Regions from separate parts of the Mus musculus genome. Here all the other regions are linked to region 3. Evidence: chromatin contacts called from public Hi-C and promoter capture Hi-C data. All regions are on one chromosome and are shown on one strand. The core of a region is the stretch at or near the end of the contact, and the rest is flanking DNA. Distances in the headings are between cores, read along the strand shown.

Region 1 (4,323 bases), core at 1,039-3,538, 1.4 Mb after region 3:
CAGGCAGATCAACAACAACAAAGCAGACTAATCACAGTGGCACAAACCTTTAATCCCAGCATCCACAAGGTAGAAGTGGGCAAACCTCATTGAATTTGAGACCAGCCTGGCCTACCTAGAGAATTCTAGTCCAGCCAGGGCTACATAGTGAGACTCTGTCTCAAGAACAAAACAACAGCAAAAGACAATCAAGGGTTGAGACTATAGCTCAGTGCTAAAGCACTGGCTTAAGATGTGTGGAGTCCTAGCTTCAAATCCCAACAGCAAATGACAACCAGGCAAATTTGCTAGAAACAGAACTCAGAATGAAGCAATCCTGCCTAATATCAAACAACAAACGAATGGCCCGGCTTGGCTTCACACAGATCCCTGCTCCAGTGTCTTCTGCTATAACCCGTTTCTGTCTTACACCACCAATCTAGGGAGTGAGGTATTACCCAAGGTAGCAAATATCAACACTATGGGGCTGGAGAGAGGCTCAGCAGTTAGGAACACTCGCCGCTCTTCCAGAGGTCCTGAGTTCAATTCCCAGCAACCACATGGTGGCTCACAACCATCTGTAATGGGATTCAATGCCCTCTTCTAGCGTCTGAAGACAGTGATGGTGTACTCATATACATAAAATAAATAAACTTTAAAAAAACCTACTATGTATAACACATTGAACTCACCTATACTGTGAAACAGAAAAACAAAGAACTAAACAAGTGGAGTTAAAAGAAGAGTGGCCAACATTGATTATGCATGTACTGTGTGCAAGGCACTTTTCTATATCCTTTATATATAGCTTATTTTATCCCTACACTGCCATTTACAAACTTCTTATGCTAATAAAAGTAGCTAACATTTACTAAGTACCTTGTAGTGTGCCAGGACATAACAGAAATTATTTCCCCTAATCTCCCTAATCACCCTGTGAAGCTGCAGTGCTGTTCTCATTCAAAATGAGGAAGCTGCCGGGATGGAGGTATGTGCTTGTTACCCCAGCACTTTGTAAACTGCAGCAAGTACATCAAGAATTCAAGGCCAGCTTGGACTACATAGCAGTATCTTTTCATAAATAAATAAATAAAGCCAGGACTGGTGTCTCATGCCTATAAGCAGAGGCAGGGCATATCTGAGGTCAAAGCCAGCCTGGTCTACACAGTGAGTTACAGGACAGCCAGGGAGGCATAGAGAGATCTTGTCTTTAAAAAAAAAAAAAAAAGAAGAAGAAGACAAAGACGAAGAAGGAAAGAAGGAAGGAAGAAAAGAATAAACCGATGCTCAGAAAAAAAGCCAATTGATTTGAACTTTTTTTTGAGACAAGGTCTAAGTATGTAACCCTATCTAGACTGGAGCTCAGATTGGAACTCACAGAGAACTCAACCTCTTGAGTGTTGGGATGAAAGACTTGAGCTACTACACCTAACCCAAGTAACTCTTATCTTAAAAGGGGCCACCTAACCTGAATCTAATTCAGCCTGCTTCTCTCTCCTAACCTCTTTGTGCCTCTCTAGGATAAAGGTGAAGGTGGACTCTGGACCATGTGGACGAACTAGCAAGTGTCATCTGCAAAAGAAAGAAAAAAAAATACAAAGCCAAAAAAGAGTCTGTCCAAGGACACACAGCAGATGCAGTTTATTAAGTGCACACTAGGATGCTGGTACTGCGCTAAGTGAGCTTATTCAAAAGATCCCAAACAATCCTTGCAAATTGCTTTCTGAATTAGATACTATTACACTCATTTTTGTCAACAAGGAGCTAAAAGCTCAGGGGCTGAAGTGACTTGTCCTAGGTCACTGGACAAGCATTGCCTGAACCCGATCCTTGTTCTTAGCTACGCCATATGGGCTCTCTAAACTCAAAGAGAATCAGAGTTGAAGAACAGTTTTGAGGATCAAGAGTGAAACACTCCAGAAATGAACCCCTTAAAATATCAGATTAAAGTAGCCTCTGTCTACTGTTTGTTGATAGTTGTTTAAACTGTCTCCTATCATCACACGGAAACACAAGGCTCAGAAAGAAAATGGCTTGTTTGTAGTCACCAGCCAAGACTGGGACCGCAGTCTCCCAACTCCTAGACCCGGCGCCCCTCCCCGCCTCCGTGGTCCCCCGTGGAACCCTGTGCAGTGCGGGGGACCCAGAGCAGCTTCCCCGGGAGGCTTGGCCGCGGCACCACGCGCTGGAGCGGGCGCAGCAGAGTACCTGCAGCAGGAGACCCGAGGAGGCCAACCGGGCCGCCTGGCCTAGCACCTCCTGGCTGCCCATAGCCCCAGAGCCACAGCTCCGAGGAGGAAACGGGGCCCGCGCCCGCTTCGTCGCGGAAAAATGGCGTCACGGACAGGCTCGCTCCTGATTGGGTCTTTGACAGCAGGGGCGGAGCACAAGAAGCTGCGACTCCAAACAACTTTTGAGGCTGTGTCTCTTGATTTTCTTGGGGTGTCTTGATTTTTGTTGTTGTTGTTTTGAGAGTGTGTTCAGCGCCGATCCCTGTAGACCATGTTGGCCTAGAACTCGCAGTCTCTGGAACACTGGGATAACTGGGGCGCACCCCTAGCCCCAACTGATATCTTTTGGCTTGATTTTTTTTTTTTTTTTTTTAAGACAGGGTCTCATTATGTAGCCTTGGCTATCATAGAACTCGATATGCAAAGCAGACTTGCCTTGAACTCAGTGATCTGCGGGCTTCGGCTTCTGACTCCCAAGTGCCGCAACTCCAGCTGTTATTTTGAAATAAGGTCTTTCTATGTAGCCAGGGCTGGCCTGGAATTCACTTAGAGAGACTAGGATAGCCTTGAACTCCCGATCCTCTTGTCTCCAGCTCCCAAGTGATGAGAATTAAATATTTATTTGTTTTTGCATAGTGTAGTTGTGTGTGTATCAGTGAACTCTCAGGCATCAGTTCTCTCTTTCCACCTTTACATGGGTTCTGCAGTCAAACTCAGATTGGCAGGCTTACATGGTAAGCTCTTAACCTGCTGGGCTAATTTGCAGGCCTGCTAATTATCTTCCCTGTACTCCTGTTCCCTGTTCCCCAGCAGAAGGCCCTGTTTCAAAGCAAAGGAAAACAGAACAAAACAAGCCAGCAGTGGCTGCTGCGGGACAAAGTGCTCAGCAGAGACTAATCAGTGAGATTCTTGCCATTGGCGATCACACGAATGTAGTTACATAACCCTTCCACCAACTGGGCTGGACAGGACTTCTCCCAATTTTGCAAAGGAAGAACTGAGGACTGAAGGTCAGACACAGAATTTTCATGTATGTAGTTCTCTGTAGAAACCTTCCCAAGGCTCTGATACTTGGCCTGGTTGTCGAGAGGAGAAAAGTAAGCCTTGGAGGTGTGAGGTGCCTTGTTCAAATCTGCACATCATGGGCCTGGGCAGAACAGATCGGGGTCAAGGGTCAGACTGGAAGTACTTTATACTTTTTTTTTTAAAGTGGCCAACATACGCAATCACCATTTTCAAAGCTCTTTGGCCTTCCTTGCTGTCTGGTAACTGCCTGTCATCTTACACATCACTACCATCTTTATCAGTACATTTTAGATGCTCATATTTGGATCCCTTCATCCCAGCACTCAGGAGACAGGTGTATCTCTGAGTTTGAGGCTAGCCTGGTCTATATAGCATACATCAAGAACAGCCAGAAAGACATAGTGGAATTCTGTCTCAAAACAAACAAACAAAAAACCCAGCCCCCTTAGTGGTCCTCAAAGAGACCCTGTTGGGTGTTTCTTTGTTTTTGTCATGGTCTCTGCCCAAATATCTTCCTTGACAGTACTCTTCACTTTTTCAGGGCCCCCATACTGACCCCTAACTACCCCACAGTCTGTACTTTCTATGGACTAAATGTATCTTCTCAGAATTCATATAGTGACAGTCCTGAATGTGATAATATACACATATAATACACTCAGGAGAGTACTTGGGAAGTAATTAGGATAAAGATGTAGCCTTTATGGTGGGGCCATTGCCCAGATATTTGAGGAATGGCTACAGTGGGTCAGTGACCATATTAAGAAGATATCTGAGGGCTGCTATGGTGGATCAGTGGCCACACAAAGAAGACATTTGAGGAACTGGCTATGGTGAATCAGTGGCCATATAAAGATGATGTCTGAGGTAATGCATCTTAGAGATGCAGTGTTTGCTTACCATAGTTTTGATGCTTAGTACCTCAAAAAATATTTGGGTGGGATGACTTCTCGTTCACTGTGAGTAGATATAGCAAGAAGGTGGCTATTTACAAACCAAGAAGAGTCCCCTCACAAGACCCAAACTGGCTGTCACCCTGATCTTGGACTTCTAGGATCCAGGATTGGAGAAGCAAATCTGTTGTTTA
Region 2 (4,020 bases), core at 370-2,869, 1.5 Mb after region 3:
AGAATGCTACCCCAGGACGCTGTGTGGCCCAGGAATACCCACTTAGTTTCTCCCTGATCCTGGAAAGGTCTACATGCGTATCCAGCATTGTAGAATGTTCAGCTGCATAGGTACCAGCCAGTCAACTACTTTGACCCTCTGATTAGACTTCAGACCTGGAGGGAGATGTAGGGGCCAGTAAAGAACAAGTAATAAACGATGTGGATGTGAAGACCTACTCTGTGCTAGGTAGAGAGGACAGTGTCTCTGCCAGACACTGAGGAAATCCAGAGAAAAGGAAGTCAGGTCTCTTAATTGGGCAGGGAGCACCCTCTATCATAGGCAGCAATCTAAAGCCAAGACAGATAACAGGTCCAAAGTATGCATGGGAAGTTGGGTGGCAAAGGGTTCCCAGTTCAAACCTTCTGAGGACATCCCGTCTTAAAAGCACAAGGGCTAAGTAAGGAGGAACCCACGGTAAAAGGCAAGAGAAATGCACTCCTTTAATAATATGTTCTGTATGGAACTGGCCAAAATCCAGAATCCTGGTCTTTGTTCTAAGCTCACAGTTTGTCTGGGTTCCTAAAATCTCCCTCCCCAGAACCCCAAACCATTCCAAGAAGCCCAGATCTCTCTGTCTCAAGGTCTCATACCAGGCCCAATGGAGACCTTAGAATTTCTTGAAACCACCCAGTGTGCAAACACCGTTAGCCCAGAACTTCCTATTTCGCGTGGGCCTCGCCCCTTCTTTCTACAAGCTCCCTTCTCCCCAGACTCGCACTCCAACCTCCTTGCTCGGGTCTAAGCCTCTCTTGGTGTTGCATCGTCACCTCCCTGCCCCCACCCTGGAGTCTTCAGCAGCACCGGGACCCCAGCCCACACATAGCAGGAGAGGCAAGAAGTGTCGAGGAGGGGAGCGTGGTTAGAGATGCAGAGAAGGGTGGGCCCCCAGTCTACTGCAAAATGGTGGGCTCTACACACATTCTCTGCCTACATTGCAAGGGCTGAAATTCCAGCTCTCACTGTGACTTTGGACAACTGATATAAAGCCGGAATCTCAGTTTCCCCATCTGCAAACCAGTGGAACCAACATGCTGGTGGAGAGCTGGAGCCCACACGTGCTCAGGTTTCTCCCGCCAGCAGTCATGGTGGCCTCCGGGTTGCAGCCGCAGAGCGAGGAGGCGCGCCCGGGCGCAGCGAGAACCGGGAAGCCCGGGCCGGCTGGAGGTGCTCGCGAGACCTGAGGCCCACGCGGTCGAACCCGGCCGCTCCGGAGCAGCGGAAGGCTCCGCCATCTGACCGCGCCCTCGTGGCGACATCGTGCTACGCGACACGGAGCCAGGGAGGCCGCGGGACCCGGCTCCCAGCCCCGCCAGAAGCGCGCGCTCACCCTGAGCCTGCCGCGGTGGTGGCCTGGATGGAGCTGATGCGCAGGCGATTGGCTGTGTCCTTCAGGGCCTGGAGCTTCTGCTGATCTGGCTTATGGTAACCTTCCATGGCGTGGTAGGACGAGGACGAGGACGAGGACGAGAACGCTGAGGACAGAGACACAGAGCCAGCAGCGGCTCAGGAAGCGACCAGCAGTGACCGAGGACGGGTGCTGCGGGCGGGCGCGTTAAGACTCCTTAGGACCCGCCCATGGGGGGCGGGGCGGAGGTGGGGCGGGGCGCCGAATCACCCCAGGCCGACGAGTGGCCTCTGGCCACGCCCCGCATTTAGTGGACTCTCGGAAGTCGCCAGGCCTGGGGGCTCTCTCCCAGCACAGTGCCCTGTTGGAATTAATCACACACAAACAGTAGCAACAAAGTAACTTCGCCACTATTCCTGGTTCTAAGCATGGCTCAGAGTTCCGCGGCTGACTTGGGTAGGACTGAGAAGAGAGATACTAATCAGTAATTGCACTTTTCTAAGGAAAAGGTTGAGGCTTGGCAAGGTTAGATTGAGATTACAGGGTTGGTGGGTAGCGCTGCAGCAGATTATCCTCAGTCCAAAAAGATCCCAGACATGAGAATAAATATACACTGCCAGAAACGGTAATACTGAGAAGTTACTAGGAGTATGCTGGTCTCAGACTACTAGAGCCAACGGACAAGAGTGGATTCAGAGAGATTACTGGGTTTGCCTCTGTAGAGACAGTTAGCACCTACTGCTCTTACCAGATCTGGTGGAGCTGAGAGGACTGAGCAGCTGTAACAGAAAGCGTTGCCTTCACAGTCTCGTTGGATCTGTCTCATTGGATCCATGACACACACTCGGGTCAATACCGTTTCCAGAGGCGGAGGTTGTTGCAATTTACAGAGAGGATATAAAGGCAAGCCTGTGAGTGGGTGCTGGGCAGAGGCAGAGGAAGGCACCAGTACAGCTTTGGTCCAGGTCCTCTCTGTGTCCTCCACAGAGCTCAAACTCAGAGTCATGAGACAATGGGCCCTGTGCAAGTGAGCACCCCTCCCCCAAGCGCTCCCTGCCTGGCCTGTTTCCCAGGTGTCCCAGTGAGACTGCCAGTGTGGTTTGTTACAGCCCCTGGCTTCTGCTGGCTCTGCCCAAAGAGGCTGGCCCTCCTAGTGCCTGACTGCCAAGGGCTGGACCTGGGACTGGAGTGTTGTGGTCTCGGAGTGTTCCACTATCAGATCCTTGGCAAGGCAAGTGCCACCTCTGTCCTCTGCTCACCAACAGGTCAAGGAGGCAAACAAACCTCAGAAGCCTTTGGGCCTTCCAACCCCATGGACCTGAGGGCAGTGATTATTAGTCCAGTTCTTCATTTCTCCACCTGTCCAATGACACTGATGTTAACTTCCTCTTCCTCCTCCTCCTCCTCCCCCTCCTTCCCTTCTTCTTCTTCTCCTCCTCCTCCTCCTTCCTCTTCCTTGTTCTCTTCTTCTCCCTCCTCCTCCCCCCTCCTCCTCCCCTTCTTCTTCTTCTCCTCCTCCTCCTTCCTCTTCCTTGTTCTCTTCTTCTCCCTTCTCCTCCCCCCTCCTCCTCCACCTCTTCTTCACAGTGGAAAATTATAATCTATTTGGGAATGGAAACATAAGCTAGAGAGGTATATGTTTTTATTTCTGAATGTTCATTTCTATATATCTGAATGTCCTTTTTAAAATTATAAAATAGTTACAACATTTCTCTCCTCCTTTTCCTCCCTCCAATCCCTTCCATACATCCATCCTTGCTCTCTTTCAACTCTACACAAAGATCTACAGGCAACTAAGGAATCCTGAGAGTGGGAGAAGTAGTCTTCTCCCAGAAAGAGCATACCAAGTGGTTACCCAATACCAAATGGTCAACCTTGAAAACATACACACCAGTAACTTTCTACAGACTGAGTGGGTTATAGTTAGTAATATATATATATATATATATATATATATATACATATATATATATATATATATATATATATATATATATATATATATATATATATATATACATATATATATATATATGTGTGTGTGTGCATATACATGCACACACACACACACACACATATACATATATATATATGCATGTGATAACAGTAAAAAAAATGCTAACTGCTATGTACCCATATTAGTAAAGATGTTCCTAACTCTTCTTCTTGGCCGCTGTAGGTGTCTAAGATCTTGTTTTATCCTGGGGTTCCACATTGGTTGGCTCAGTTCATGATGGATTTCAGCCATAGTTCAGTGCCTTTGGTCCCCAAGGTCACCTTTGGAATCAGAATCCTGATTCTGCCAACATCCTACTGTTGGGGGTAATTCTCCAGTCCAAGGGTCTTTATTCAATACTTCATGAATCACATTTTACTTGGGAGTAAGACCTTGGGTTCCAACCTGGCCACCAGCTCCCTTCTTGTTCCCCTGTCGCCCTCAGATCCAAGATTCTTTGAGCCCCCTGTTCATATTCCCTGTGGTTGCCAGAGGAAACTCTTGCTGCTTCCCACCATTGTCCCTCCGTGGTCTCCCTCCACTACTGGAATGAAATTGAGCACATGAACCCTCTAGCCTCTCTCCCACTCTTGTTCTTGTGGCCCCACCCCATCCATGTCAGCACACCAGTGTCTTG
Region 3 (4,246 bases), core at 267-2,766:
TTGCATCAATGCTGGGGTTACAGATCGATATACTTGCCAGGCCATTCCCTACCAACAACTGCATCCATTTCTGCGCATTCAAGAATGGCTCATAAGAACTAAAGATCATCTGAACTAAAGACAGACACTTGGAAATCAGTTTTCTTCCTGTGTCCCAGAGGTTACCTGGGAAGTATTTATACCCATAAAGATAGAAGGCTTTCACTGCATTTCTCTTCTGCCCAGACAGGCTACAGCTAACCTGCAACAGGCTACAAAGATCTCCTAATTGCTATTTAGATCTTCAATTATGTTAAAAAAAAAAAAAAAAAAAGGAATGGAGATCTTTGAAACAACCTTCCATACACTTAAGTTCTGGGTTTTTTCCTCCCAAAGGCTTCTCTGCCCATAGGTTTTCACACTTCAAAAAGGCTTCAAAATATAGTGTCCTTTAAACATGCACAAAATTGGTAATTTATGCACACAACTGTACATACTTAAACACTGTTACAGAAATGTAAACTACATAAGTCATACATGACTGCTGAACTATTCATTCTCGTGCAAAAGAATGTTAGATTCCAAAGGATCTACTCTCAGAAGAGGATGTAAGAACCAAAGAATGTAATTTTCCAACCCCCAGAGCTCTTCAAGTCAAACTGGAATCCAGTTCTGCCATACTACTTTTCACTACACTGCACTCCTCCAGTGAGATGAGTAACTGCTTAGCACTACTCCAAAGTCCCTGGTTGTAACCGGAACAAGCCCAGCACGGCTCTCGGAACAACGTGCTTCTCAAAGAAGAGGCTGCACGCTGACGAAAATACCAGGAACACCATTCCTTTTACCGAGAACTAAAGTTCACATAAATAATTTGTTCCTGGGCTTTAGAGACAGCTAGGCTCATCGTTATGGCCTAGGTATGCAATCTTGGGCAAGATGCCCAGTCTCTAAATCTATGTTAAAGATGAATAAAATGGATTTTTGAACCTCAAGATCAAGTTTAACATATAGGTTGCCCACTAAAAACCCCAATAATTAAAAGCTACTGTGCCCACCACTGCAGTGAATATTTAAAATATGGCTAGAACTCGCCCCTGTCTTGCAGATCTTGGTTCTCTACAACACAACCGGGGTATCAGAAAGTGGCTGGGGTGAGAGAGGCAGTGATGTACCTGCAGGCAAGAACTCATAACAGGCCAAGAGTCACTCAGAGTTCAAGGTCGCCTGAAACGCAATTGCAGGAGCGCTGTGGGCCGAGAACTGGAGAGGACGCTGTGTGGCTCCCTGAGCCTCAATGATTCCCCCTTTCAAGAGGGCGTAGCCTCCGCCAATTCTTTTAATGTCCTCTGAAGTCAGCTATGGAGGACAAGACTCCACCTGCATAGAAAACTCGTTTATATCCCAAGCCCAAACTCCCCGGGCCCCGGACTGACGTAACCGCCATGAGAGGGAGCCCTTCACACTATTGGTCGCTGGCACCCAGTGGACGGAGAACTGCGCAACGCTGCTGCGCAGGAAGCACCATCTTTCCGGCGCTATCTCCATGGCGACCGCGACCGGGTCACCCTTTTGGCCGCGGCGGTAGAAGTTACGTCATCGCCTGTGCGTCCGGAAGTGACTGTTCCTGCGCCAGGGTGGACCGGGAAGACCGGGCCTTACCCTGCCTGGGCGCAGGTAGGCAAGCTGATGCGGTGCCGACCGGGTGACCATGGCGGTGTTTCACGACGAGGTGGAGATCGAGGACTTTCAATATGACGAGGACTCGGAGACATATTTCTACCCTTGCCCCTGTGGGGATAACTTTGCCATCACCAAGGTACTCTAAAGGGCCCGCCGGCGATCCCTCGAGCTTGCGCATTGTCGCTTCCGGTGTCCCTGGGAAGGCTCAGTTACCCACGTGTTCTTCCGAACCCCCGCCCCTAAAGTAGTAACCTAGGCTGTCTAGCATACAGGGTCGGGTTAAGGGCGCTGTTCTCCGTAGTCCCGCCCCTAAGTGTTTTTCTTTTTTTTCTATTTTTTTTTCCCCTGGGAGCTTCTTTGAAGAAGGGAACTTGATTTTGTACCCCAGGGTTTTGGAGGCGATCGAACCAATCTAATCTCCCTGTTTTTTTTTCCTAGATGACACTTGGGAGGAAAGTTCTTTGTGTTGTTACCCAACTAAAGACTTGCCCATAGACATAGGAGAGATTTATGGGAAGTTGACGAAAGGCTATGCTGACCATATGTTGTTTGATTGCGTTGTAGGAAGATTTGGAAAATGGAGAAGATGTGGCCACGTGTCCTAGCTGCTCACTCATTATAAAAGTGATTTATGACAAAGTAAGGGATATGTTAAAGGGGATGGGTGGTGTGAGCTAATGACAAGGGCCTAAAGGAGCCTGTCTGATAGAAAAGGGCGGAAGAGTGTTGGGTGTTGGTTTGTTTTTTGAGACAGGGACCTTAAGTAGCCCTGGCTATACTGGAACTCATGATGTGAACCAGGCTGGCCTTGAATTCACAGAGATCTGCCTTTTATGTAACTTATGATCACTTTGGAAAGGGCAATAAAGAAATTGCTTTGTAATGAAAATTGATGACTTAATCAGGAATGAAAAATTATGGTTATTTTAATTGATGTTCTTCCTTTTGACATTTCTCTTGTATTTAATATTTAGTTTGTTCAGAGCTCTAGGATATTTTTAGAAGATTGCATTTTATTGCTTGCCTAGCTTATGTACAGAATCTACCTTGTTTGAGATATAGTTCCTAGATGTAATGTTACAGTTCCATGTTCCTTTGTATCCATTAGGAATGGCAATAGAAAAGGGGTAAATATCTTTACTTCCCACCCAAAGCTCAGTTAGTGCTTTGGAGTCTAAGTACAGAATGTAACAGTCTAGAGGATAAATTCTAAAATGACTATAGGGTAAGTTGGACCAAAGCACAGAACTTTGTGGGAGAAGCAGGTGTTAATTTAGACAATAATAGAAATGTAATGATTCATTCTTATTTTAAAATGGTTTATGGAGCAAAGAACAATGGACAGACTAGGGACTGACTCCTTGGGAATCACACTGTAGAGGATGTGTAGTAACTGGGAAAGTTTTTGTGGTAGCTGGCATAAACCAGCATGAAAGATCAGAGTGTGAACTTCATTTACAAGTAGTTACTGTTGCAGGTATATGTTGGGAAACACACAAAGGCATTCTTTTTATTACTCATTTTGAAGAGGTTACATATTTGAATGACCAGATATTGATCTGAAATATAAAAACTTGATAGTTGTGATGTGTTTATTTCTGGGAACTGGTTGCTCCCTAGCTAAGATATTTATGAGACACTGCATATTAACTAATGACCTCAGGGCTAAACTTCAGTATACTTTTAGATTCTGGTTCTAGTGCTGACACCAGCTCTCTGTACAAAAATAAAGTGTTATTGGGTCTGGGGAGATGGATTAGAGGCTAAGAGCTTCCAAAAGGAGTGGCCATTTACATCTTCCACAGTGGTGGCTCACAGCCACCTGCAACTCTAGCCCCAGGGAATCTGGTGCCCTCTTCTTCCCTCACGGGCACCCCCCACACATGTGGGGTACATACCTACATACAAACAAAAAACCAAAAGTCTTTGAATGTTCCTTTGTTTCCAGTTGTGTCAACTGGGGTAGCTACTAATATCTATTAGGAAGACCAAGGGCTGAGGCCATACAGCACAGACCATCCCTGAGCAGCAGTTAGTTCTTGGTACGTAAGTCATAAAAATTTTAAACTAAATTTGTTGGCATTTTTATAATACTATAAATGGATTTTCCCCTAAATTTCACATCTTGATTTTTTTTTTCATTGCTAGCATTAAAAGAAAGAAAGAAGGAAAGAAAACAAGATGACAGAACAGTGAAAAAAACTAATAGCCAGATTGATTCTGTGGCCAAAGGAAAGTAATGTTAATGCATTTGTGAGACAAACACCCGGCGGCTAATAGCATTTCTTCTTCTTCTTAGGATCAGTTCATGTGTGGAGAAACAGTCCCAGCACCTTCAACCAACAAGGAGTTAGTTAAATGCTGAAGAGGCTCTCAGGTACCCACATCCTGAACCGTGGGGGCTGAGCCCAGGTGGATGGATCCAGTGCAGAGTTACCAACCTCCTCGATGGGCAGCCTCAGGGGTGTGATCTTCATCAGCCACTGAACTCAGCATGAAAAAGGGAGCCTATGACATGCCAGCCCTGGATTCCATACTGGGACTGGAAGGATTCCTAATTGTCCGTCTGAATTTAAGGAAGAGC
Region 4 (4,682 bases), core at 1,993-4,492, 1.5 Mb after region 3:
CCAGAAACTCACAGAGGACCAGCCCAGAGTGGTTGCTGCTCGGTTCCACCCACATCTTGTGCTAGGCTTTATGCTAACCTGGAGGAGGAGAGGAGGAGAAAGAGAAGAGGGGGATCACTTCTGTGTGGATGCTCAGCCTTGCTAGAGGATCAATACCCTGTGTTGAGGACTATCCCGTGCCCTTTCAAAGCTGAGAGCCTGTGACTTAGCATAATGACCATTCCTGTAATCCTAAACATACAAACATACAGACCACGTCCTTAGCAGAGGTCCACCTTGGATCAAACTCTGTGTTCTCTCTCTCTCTCTCTCTCTCTTGCTCTCGCTCTCTCCTTCCCCTGTGTCTGTCTGTCTGTCTGTCTGTGTTTGTCTGTGTTTCTCTTTCCTTGTGCAGCCACTTTTACAGGTGAGGACTTAAGCTGGAAAGGGCGTGGTCACAATGATACAGTCAGGGTCATAGAGTCAGCACATGATACAGCCAGTTTCCTTTGAGGCCTCGATAGGCCCTTATGAGGTTAGTTAGGGACAGCTCAGGCCTACCCAGTGCCTACCCAGTGCTGTACCCAGCTCCATAATGAGTGGTCCTAACCAACCTGGGCCTGAAGTCCCTGACCTCTACCCAAGCCTGTCTTCTCTGAGTTCCTTGGGCCAGGCCAGTCTCTGGAGAGAAGCCCACCACGCACTGCTCTTGTGCCTTTGCCAGAACATGGCCATCTTAGCTACTCTACATTTCCTTATATCACAGTTCCCCTTGCTAGTCACCAAAGTTGGGTTTGAAGATCATATGCAGGACACATATCTAGCACCTAAGACAAGGCCCAGTACTGGGTAGACCCCATCCCCAACCACCCAGTCTTCTTCATCTCCTTTTCCCAAGGCAGAAGGCAGCATGTGGGAAGAAAGGTTTAGTGGCTGAATCTAGAGCTCCCCAATGGCTGGCTCTCCCGCTGTGGTCCCTGGCACAGGGTAGGTCCTTTGTTGATGTTGAGGGAGAGGCTAGGTTGGCTGCTGCGGATCTGGAGGAGGAGCCAGATAGGGTGAAACCCAACTCCAGGTGGGCAAAGGTCACTTGAGCTCACCCCCGCACACCCTTTCCTTCAGCTCAAGAGTTTAGCTTTCCCAAGTAAGCTAAAGAATAGGGTCCCGGGGGCTGGTGAGATGGTTCAGCTGTTAAGAGTGCCGACTGCTCTTCCTAAGGTCCTGAGTTCAAATCCCAGCAACCACATGGTGGCTGACAACCATCTGTAATAAGATCTGACGCCCTCTTCTGGAGTGTCTGAAGACAGCTACAGTGTACTTACATATAATAAATAAATAAATATTAAAAAAAAAAAAAAAAGAATAGGGTCCCAAGCCAGGCGTGGTGGTGCACACCTTTAATCCCAGCATTCGGGAGGCAGAGGCAGGCAGATTTCTGAGTTTGAGGCCAGCCTGATCTACAGAGTGGGTTCCAGGACAGCCAGGGCTACACAGAGAAACCCTGTCTCAAAAAAACAAAACAAAACAACAACAACAAAAAGAATAGGGTCCCTTAGCTGATGGAAAGGGCATAGATGGGAAGAGCATCAGGGAGTCACAGATGGGAAGAGACACAGCAGAGACAGGTAGAGGAATGTTAATAGGAAATGACCCAGGAAACAGCATGCTTACAAGCCTGATGTGAGGCAGAAGGTTCCAGAAGGAATCCAATTTGCCCAGTCAACTTTGTGGGAAGAATCCACTGTCATGGGGTGGGGACAGTTATCAGGACTGGGGACTTAAATACTAATTTTCAAACTGGGTCCTCTTTCTTTCAGGGTAGAGGGAAGCAGCAGCCTTCCTCTTTCTACAGAAGGGACGAGTCATTGTGGTTTCCTCTCTCTAGCTCAATCCCCAATGTACATTTAAAATAAGGTTTGGAGCCCCACATCTCTGCCAGGGTCCCCCATCCCTGGAAGTTTCAAGCCTCCACGGGTGGGGCAGCACTTCTCTTTTTATTTTTTTTATTTTTTTATTTATTATATGTAAGTACACTGTAGCTGTCCTCAGACACTCCAGAAGAGGGAGTCAGATCTCGTTAAGGATGGTTGTGAGCCACCATGTGGTTGCTGGGATTTGAACTCCTGACCTTCGGAAGAGCAGTCGGGTGCTCTTACCCACTGAGCCATCTCACCAGCCCCTGCAGCAGCACTTCTCTTGATCTCAGTCGGCAAAGAGCTGTCTAGACTTCTATTCCTTCTAGGTAGTTTTCCAGAAGGAACTTAGGTATCTTGGGCTATTAGAACCCTCTTGTATCCTCCCAGGAAGAGTTCTCGTTTGTTTGGTTTTGTTGAGACAAGGTCTCTCATGAACAGGCTGGCGTCCACACTCTATTCTCCTGCTTTCTCCCCCTGAGCACTGGAGTATTATTCTGAGCCTCCATCTGTGGTTTACTCTGTGGTGGGGGTCAAACACAGCGCTCTCTGCGTGCTAGAAAAAACGATCATCTGCCCAGCCCAGGAAGTCATTTCTTTGGGTAAGTATAATGTAACAGCTTAGTGTTCTGGGCTTTGGGGACAGAAAAATGGAGTCCCTGGCTCCCATTTGGTGCTCAGACTTTGGGCCCAGGGGACCCTTAATGAGTGAATGAGTTACAGCTGACAATCAAATCCCTCTTATGAGCTTGACTGAGCAAGGGGAGCTCTGAACCGTGGGCTCAGGAAAGACAGTGAGATGGGGGCAGAGGCAATTCCCACAATTGTCTGAGGAGCAGTGCTGAGACAAACTGGCTAGAACCTCTCGCCCTGGAGACCTCCCAGCTCCTTCTCTCGGGCAGGACTGGAACCGGCAGGCCTGGCGGCGTGGCTCTGCTCAAGCCAGCAGGAAGAGGAATGAGGCCAGGCAAGGCGGGCCAGCTGGCCAGTGGGGAGTCCCGGGTGTGGGCGCAAGTAGTTGGGGAAGCCCCGTCGGTGCCTCCTGGGCTCCATTGTGTGTGCAGTGCTCAACCCCACCCCCCAACTTGGCCTCGGAGTCCTCCTCTATAAATTAGTCCCCTGAGATGGGATGGCCTGCGTGCCACTGGCAGGCGAGGCGCCACAAGAGCCAGAGACGGCTAACAGATCTGGGGACCCAAGGACTTGCAACTCAAAGAGGCTGAGACGCGCTGGACCCCCAGCTCACGTGGGCGGAGCTTCGAAGGGGCGGGCGCCCGTGGGGCGGGTCCTGAGTGGGGGCGGGACCGGGGCCGGCACCTGGGTGAGGTCGCGCAGCCCCTCCCCTTTGCACTTCCGTGTGCCGCGGCGCCAGAGCAGGAGGCGGCGGCCGCGGGGATCCCGCGAGCGGCCCGTGGACATCTACCCTTCGAGCCGGGACCCGGGAGGTCCCCACTGGCCTCCGGACCCGTCCGGATCAGACTTGTGCCTACCTCCCCGTCCACGCGCATCCGGGAGAGCCGCGCCACGAGACGGACCCCGGCTCGCCGGGACCCCTGGCGCCTGGCCCTGCGTCGGGAGGTGAGTGAGAGCTGGGCCCGGGCGCGGGGTCCGAGTTAACTCGAGGGCGCAGCGGCCTTTCTCCCCCTTTTCCTCGCCCGTAGTCTCCATTCCCCGCTTTCTTCTCTGGCTCCTGGTTCTGAAACTGAGAAACTGAGCCAGGAGCAGCCAAAGTCCCGCCGAGCACGGAGACCCGCCGGTGCCTCCATACCCTGGTCGGTCTGACCCTCTCTTCGACGGCTGGAGCCCAGGCCCGACTACTCCCAGCATCTTTAACCCCCTACTCCACCCCTGTGTGTCTTTATCCCCGCCGAGGGACCGTCCGATCTTCTCAAATCTCTCAGGGGACTCTGCACATTCGTCGGTCCCCACCCCCTCTTGCCTGGTCCTCTGCTCCCAGGCCAGGTCTGTTTGCCCCTCGCCGTCCGTGTACTCCGTCTCCCCACCCCCACCAGATCCGCCGTCCCCTCGACCCAGTCCTCCCAGAGCCGCACCCCCAGCCCACGCTCGCCTGCCCCTGCCAGTCCAGTCTCCGGTCCTTTTCACCACCGGGCGGAGGGCGGGCCGCCTGTCTCCCTAGCCTCCAGTGCTTGGGTCCCAGGCGGGCGGACTCTCACGGCGCCGCCTCCTTGCCCTATCTCTTCTTTCAGTCTCGGTGTCTTTCTTGGCTTTCCATCTGTCTCTGAGCTGGGCGTGGCTCCAGCCTCCACCATTCCCCTGTCCTCTCTGATCCCCCGTGTCCCTTCTCCGGGTGGTCTCTGCCTGGTGCTGTCAGTCTCTGTCCCACTGGAGAGACGCCACCCCCTCTGGGGGCCCAGTAAGGTGATGAGGACAGCAGTGACGGGAGTGCTCTGCCCTGCCGGCTGGCAGTGGAGAGGGAGCACCATCACAACTGCTCCCACTTCCCCAACTCTCTTATACAGGGGAGGGGAGAGAAGGGAGCCTCACTCAGCACCCCACTCAAACCTGGAGGACTTAGACTGAGTGGGGGAGATCCCTTTTTCCTTTGGCCGCTACCCTGGGCCCTCGGAGGAGTCTGGCTTCTGTTGCTGTAGTATCTGTGTCTGGACTTGTGAGTATAGTGTGTATCTTGTCTCTTTGTGTATTATTTGTCATAGTGGGACTTCCCCTGTGAATGTGTCCTTTTTCACGTGTGACTTGCATATACTTCATGGCTGTCTGTGTGTTCTGAGGCTTGGTGTGTGCCCCGTGCAACTTGGTAATCATGCCTTG
Region 5 (4,656 bases), core at 1,566-4,065, 1.6 Mb after region 3:
TATTGTAGGATTGCACTGCTTGGATGAAGGAAAACTGGAGAAAGACAGGAAGGTTCCAAACACAGGTACACAATAGAAACTGACCATGCTACACGACAATGATCATCACCATTGAAGTGAAATAGAAACACCCTTAAGAAACTTACCTTCGGTATACAAATAACGTCCCTTCTATATCAGTCTTCTCCTGTAACAGACAATAACTCTGTTAGTTTTCCACAAATAATCCAATGCCAAATGGTCTCAGCTGAAGCAGACACACTTTCAGGCCAACTTGTCTTATTTACGGTGGAATCAGCTGTGTATGTGCTCTCGGGAATGCATGCCGGCGCTCGTGTATAACTGTGTAGAGGTTAGTGGTCACTCTCAGGTGTCATTCCTTCCAGTCGGGGGTCTCACTGGCCAGAAGATGGACAATTAAGCTACACTTGCTGGTCAGCGGGCTCCAGTGTTGGATCCTAAGTGGCTCCATATCCCAGTGTGGGATTGTAAGTGCAAGCACTATGCCCAGCTTTCTATGTGAATGCCTCAGGCTCTCATGCTTGGGAGGCAAGCACTTCATCCGCTGAGCTGTCTCTTTAGTCTCCAAATTAATCACTTTTGAGCAGGTAAAGCAAGCCACTTTTTATTTATTTATTTATTTATTTTCCTTTTTCCGGAGCTGAGGACCGAACCCAGGGCCTTGGGCTTGCTAGGCAAGCGCTCTACCACTGAGCTAAATCCCCAACCCATGCCACTTTTTAAAACTCTAAACAAATTGTGTACCCATTCAACCCTGTGTTTATATAAGTGTATGCAATGTCTAATCCAACAATATGTCTTCATCTGTAGCCTATGTCTATTTCCACCAGTAAGGAACAGCTAAAGGAAAACACACACATACATACATACACACACACACACACACACACACACACACTTAGCTTTACTTATTATTTTTATGTATTAAGTTTTTTTTTTCAATTAAAAAAGGTGCAGGAATGTTTTGTCAGCATACATATGTCTTTGTAACATATGTGTGTGTGGAGCTTACAGAGGACAGCAGAGGGCATTGGATCTCTTTGGACTAGAGTTACAGATGGATATAAACCAGCATGGGGATGCTGGAAAACTGAGCCAGGTCCTCAGGAAGAGCAGCAAATGCTCGTAGCTACTACTGAGCCACTTCTCCAGCCCCAGTTTTATCTTTGTAAACACAAAAACCTTTCAATTAGGTATCTTAATATTTACAGTCAAGGTATTGTGTACTGCAACTTAAAAAAAGAAAAACCAAACCAAAATAAAAAAACAAAACAAACTTAAGCAGTCTATGGAAGTTTATAGAAAAAGAATAGAACTTTCTTCAACCCTGATACCAGGGTTGAACTCAGAGCCTGGGGCTCATGATGCACAGCTGTGCACCATTGAGCTAAATCCCTACCCTTGGGAAATTTTCTTATAAGATCCTTTGTTTCATTTCTGGAGGATTTAGGAATATTTTCACAAGTTACACATTTTGCGGTTACCAAACACAATTTATTATTTTCAGAACTTTGTTAAGAATCATGGATAGAAACCATTCTCTGCCTTAGGCAAATTTGGTAGGGTTTTAAAATAAACAACTGAAAATGTGACTAAGAAATTGTAACTCGGGGTGGGTATATAGCCCAGTGGTAGAGGAACAGTGCCTGCCTGCTATCAGGGGGTCTTGGGTTTGAGTTCCTGTACTACAAGAAATAAACAAGAAAATCGAACATTAGTATTCTTTCTTTTGCTGCAACAGCGTTAACTCGGGTTTTCAGCGCAGGTGTTGAGCTTTAATGTTCTAAAACCGAACCTCTGTATAGCCCAATGAGTGAATGAGGAAAAACGGAGCACAAGAAAAGGGGCCGTGTACACAGGTGCTTCGAGTTGAGGTTAACTAGAATCTGCGAGTAGACAAAGTAACTTCTGCAACTCTATGCCACTCACACAATCCCAAAAGAAGGGAGCCATCAAAGGTCCTAGCACTGGTCTCTTTTTCTTGCAAACGTCTCCAAGGAATCCAGTTCTTACTGAAGTAGCCTTGAAAATTTTCCTCAAATTCCAGAGATACAGAGTAGTTCGACTAAAGCTGGTCTAACTCCTGAAGCTGATTTTTAAAGCTTCAAATCCAAACCATCACATTTAGGTCGGCAGGGAAAGAGGAGCGGACTCTTCCATCAAGTACATGTATCTAAGAGTCCTCAAAGTCTTCAAACACAGGCTTTCACTCACTTGTTAAAATTAACTTGTCTCATATTTTACCAATGCAACCTCAAGCCCCGAGAACCGACCCAAAAAGACTGATCCTGCCTCGTTTCTCTCCTCCATCCGATTTCCCTGCTCTGTCTCTGGTCTACTCCTTCCGCTACATTCTTTCAATTCCGCGTGCCCCGGTCACCTCTTTGGCTCCGGACCCGGTTTTGGGAGAGGTCCCGGCCTCGCCTTTGCGGTCCTGGGCTCCTGCTTCTCTCCCCCACCCCCAATCCTCAGCTGTCTGCGCGGTCCCTTTAAGAGGCGGCAGCGGCCAGGCTGGCCTTGTCCCCGGCCGGGCCTCACTCACCCACTGGTTGGCTTTGGGGCAGAAAGTGTACAGGGCGACCTGGCCCGTGAGGTCTGCGATGCTGGTGATATAGGGGTCGTGTTGTTTCAAGGCCGCCAGACTCATCTCTTGCTCAGCTCGACTCAACAACTCCATCTTGGATCTCAGAGCCGAGCCCCTCCGGCGGGGGCGGACTGTGGAACAGGAAAGTGCCATCCAGGCAAAGTTCCCCCAGCTCAGTCAGCCCTCCACTTCCGCCTACCGGCCCAGCCTTGCCGAGCGTGGTACTTCAGCTAATCTCATCCGCTGCTCCTGTGCGCCAGGAGCCCTGGTTCCGATTTTCTTCGGGCCGCGTCTGCCGGAAGAGACAGGCCCCCGCGCCTGCGCGGTGGAGCCGTGAGCTGATAGTCCGGAGACCTCTCTCACCTGGCGGGGTGTGAACCGGTTCCCTGAATGAACCTGACTCCTGCCGGGGAGGCTGCACCCCAGCGCAGTCCCTAACTCGGGTTCCGGCGCAGAATCGAAATGCTTGCTGCTGAGGACATGAGGTCTCCACGTACCATTTAGAAAACTCAGACCTGGCTGGAGAGATGGCTCAGCGTTTAAGAGCACTGACTGCTCTTCCGAAAGGTCCTGAGTTCAAATCCCAGCAACCACATGGTGGCTCACAACCATCTGTACAGCTACAGTGTACTCATATACATAAAATAAATAAATCTTTAAAAAAAGAAAAAAGAAAACTCAGTCCAAATGAGGAAGGGGAGCTGTCCGTCACTTCTGACCTCAGAGTGCACCTTCACTCTTAACAGTTTGGTAACTTTTGAAAGAAATGTTTCAAAGCAGCCAAACTAGCCTGCCTGGAACTACAATAGACTTGGCCTACCCTCTTTTGCTCGTCTTTTTCCTCATCTGGGTCCCAGATAAATATTTCTATTGTTCTATAGAGACGTCTATTATTTAAAATAGTAAGTAGATCTCTTTTAAAAAGAAAACATTTATTGGGCATTTTAAGGGATCAGGAAGTACTAAGAGGTAAAGCAAAGTGCTCAGGCTGTTTTCATTGAGTTGCTTTAAAAACCATCGTTTCTCTTTATTGAAGACATCTCAGCACAAATGAACATTTTTGAAAGGATAAACTTTACATTTTCTCAAAGTACCCCCACATATTTGTGTTGCTTGTGGTTTTACATACTAATGGAAGGGCAAACTTTACATTCTTGACAGAACCGCGTGTGAAGCAACTACAAAAGCTGGAACAGCCGCCTATCGGTTATTCACCCTTCACTTCTGTACACACTCACTGATCTTATTGAGTGGTTGCCAGCTCCGAGCTTCCAACTCTTTTGGCTCTAGGAGAAACTAAACGCAAGCAAACAGCCCCATGATAGATGTCTCTCTTTGAATTCCAGAGGGTGGCGTCCTTATTGCCATCTGAGCCAGGAAAGGTAGTGAAGGAACCTCACTACCAGTTCCAGCATGGCAGGCAAGGTTCTGGCAGACCTTGCTCTTCTCCCCTTTTCCCTCTGCCTTGCTAAAAACTGTTAGATTTTATTCCTAACACTAGCCACCAAGGTCTAGTCCCTAATTTAGCCACTTCTTTCTCCTGAGGCCGACTACCAAAGTCCAGCTATAAAAGTATTGAAGTCCAGCAATCAAAAGCCCCCTTTAGTTCACCTAATTAATGTGCCCAATTAAAATTAAACACATCCTACTGTGGGGTTTCCCCTTTTACCTTTATTAACTGCCGTTTGCCTGTGGGCCACTTCTGCCTCGACATCCAGAGGCAGTCCTTTATTCCCTCCTCCCCAAATATCTCTCATTCCCTTCCTCCCCTCCTCTTTGTTTCCTTCCCCTTCGTCCTCTTCCCCTCTCTCCTGTCTTTGTTCATTATCCATGCTCTCTGTCCCTCTGGGGCACATTCATCTCTGTGCTAAGAACATGATGGCCTTGGGGTGTCTCGAGCCGACTTCTGAGGTTGGCTTCGGGTAGGCAGGCTTCAAGGAGTTGCTGAGGTCTGAACTGGTGCTTTGGATGAGTAGGTGTTCCTCGGGAAAGTAAAGCAAGGGCTGAGATTTGCATCGTGACTCGGTGGTGAGGTGGGAACCTAGCATTTA

What was found. Promoter capture Hi-C pulls out the DNA fragments that hold promoters and counts their contacts. A called contact is a pair of places that touch in the nucleus more often than the background predicts.
Region 1: a contact with region 3 is called in a Hi-C map of CD8 T cells, with 10 times the contacts expected there. The contact joins the promoter of Rft1 here to the promoter of Dph3 in region 3. A contact is called at or near these places in 1 of 39 promoter capture datasets (erythroid cells), 3 of 484 Hi-C or Micro-C datasets (CD4 T cells and CD8 T cells), 1 of 115 datasets of contacts at active chromatin or transcription factors (cardiomyocytes) and 1 of 9 other capture datasets (liver).
Region 2: a contact with region 3 is called in a promoter capture Hi-C map of erythroid cells, with 12 times the contacts expected there. The contact joins the promoter of Tkt here to the promoter of Dph3 in region 3. A contact is called at or near these places in 2 of 39 promoter capture datasets (erythroid cells and liver) and 1 of 484 Hi-C or Micro-C datasets (B cells).
Region 4: a Hi-C map of CD8 T cells shows a contact between it and region 3, with 7 times the contacts expected there. The contact joins the promoter of Prkcd here to the promoter of Dph3 in region 3. A contact is called at or near these places in 1 of 39 promoter capture datasets (liver) and 1 of 484 Hi-C or Micro-C datasets (CD8 T cells).
Region 5: a contact with region 3 is called in a promoter capture Hi-C map of erythroid cells, with 6 times the contacts expected there. The contact joins the promoter of Dcp1a here to the promoter of Dph3 in region 3. A contact is called at or near these places in 2 of 39 promoter capture datasets (erythroid cells and liver) and 1 of 484 Hi-C or Micro-C datasets (CD8 T cells).

The regions. Positions count from the first base shown.
Region 1 is chr14:30,652,340-30,656,662 of GRCm38.p6, reverse strand. It overlaps Rft1 (RFT1 homolog), which reads right to left and starts at 2,288. Exons shown (of 13, transcript NM_177815.3): 1 at 2,188-2,288. The coding sequence starts at 2,250.
Region 2 is chr14:30,546,730-30,550,749 of GRCm38.p6, reverse strand. Tkt (transketolase) reads right to left here and starts at 1,619. Exons shown (of 14, transcript NM_009388.6): 1 at 1,370-1,619. The coding sequence starts at 1,476.
Region 3 is chr14:32,082,962-32,087,207 of GRCm38.p6, reverse strand. Dph3 (diphthamine biosynthesis 3) reads left to right here and starts at 1,516. Exons shown (of 3, transcript NM_172254.4): 1 at 1,516-1,798; 2 at 2,227-2,301; 3 at 3,962-4,246. The coding sequence starts at 1,691. The coding sequence ends at 4,027. Oxnad1 (oxidoreductase NAD-binding domain containing 1) reads right to left here and starts at 1,480. Exons shown (of 8, transcript NM_145460.2): 1 at 1,155-1,480.
Region 4 is chr14:30,624,768-30,629,449 of GRCm38.p6, reverse strand. Prkcd (protein kinase C, delta) reads left to right here and starts at 3,242. Exons shown (of 18, transcript NM_011103.3): 1 at 3,242-3,470.
Region 5 is chr14:30,477,724-30,482,379 of GRCm38.p6, reverse strand. It overlaps Dcp1a (decapping mRNA 1A), which reads right to left and starts at 2,815. Exons shown (of 10, transcript NM_133761.3): 1 at 2,564-2,815; 2 at 147-187. The coding sequence starts at 2,758. It also overlaps a transcript of Cacna1d not described here.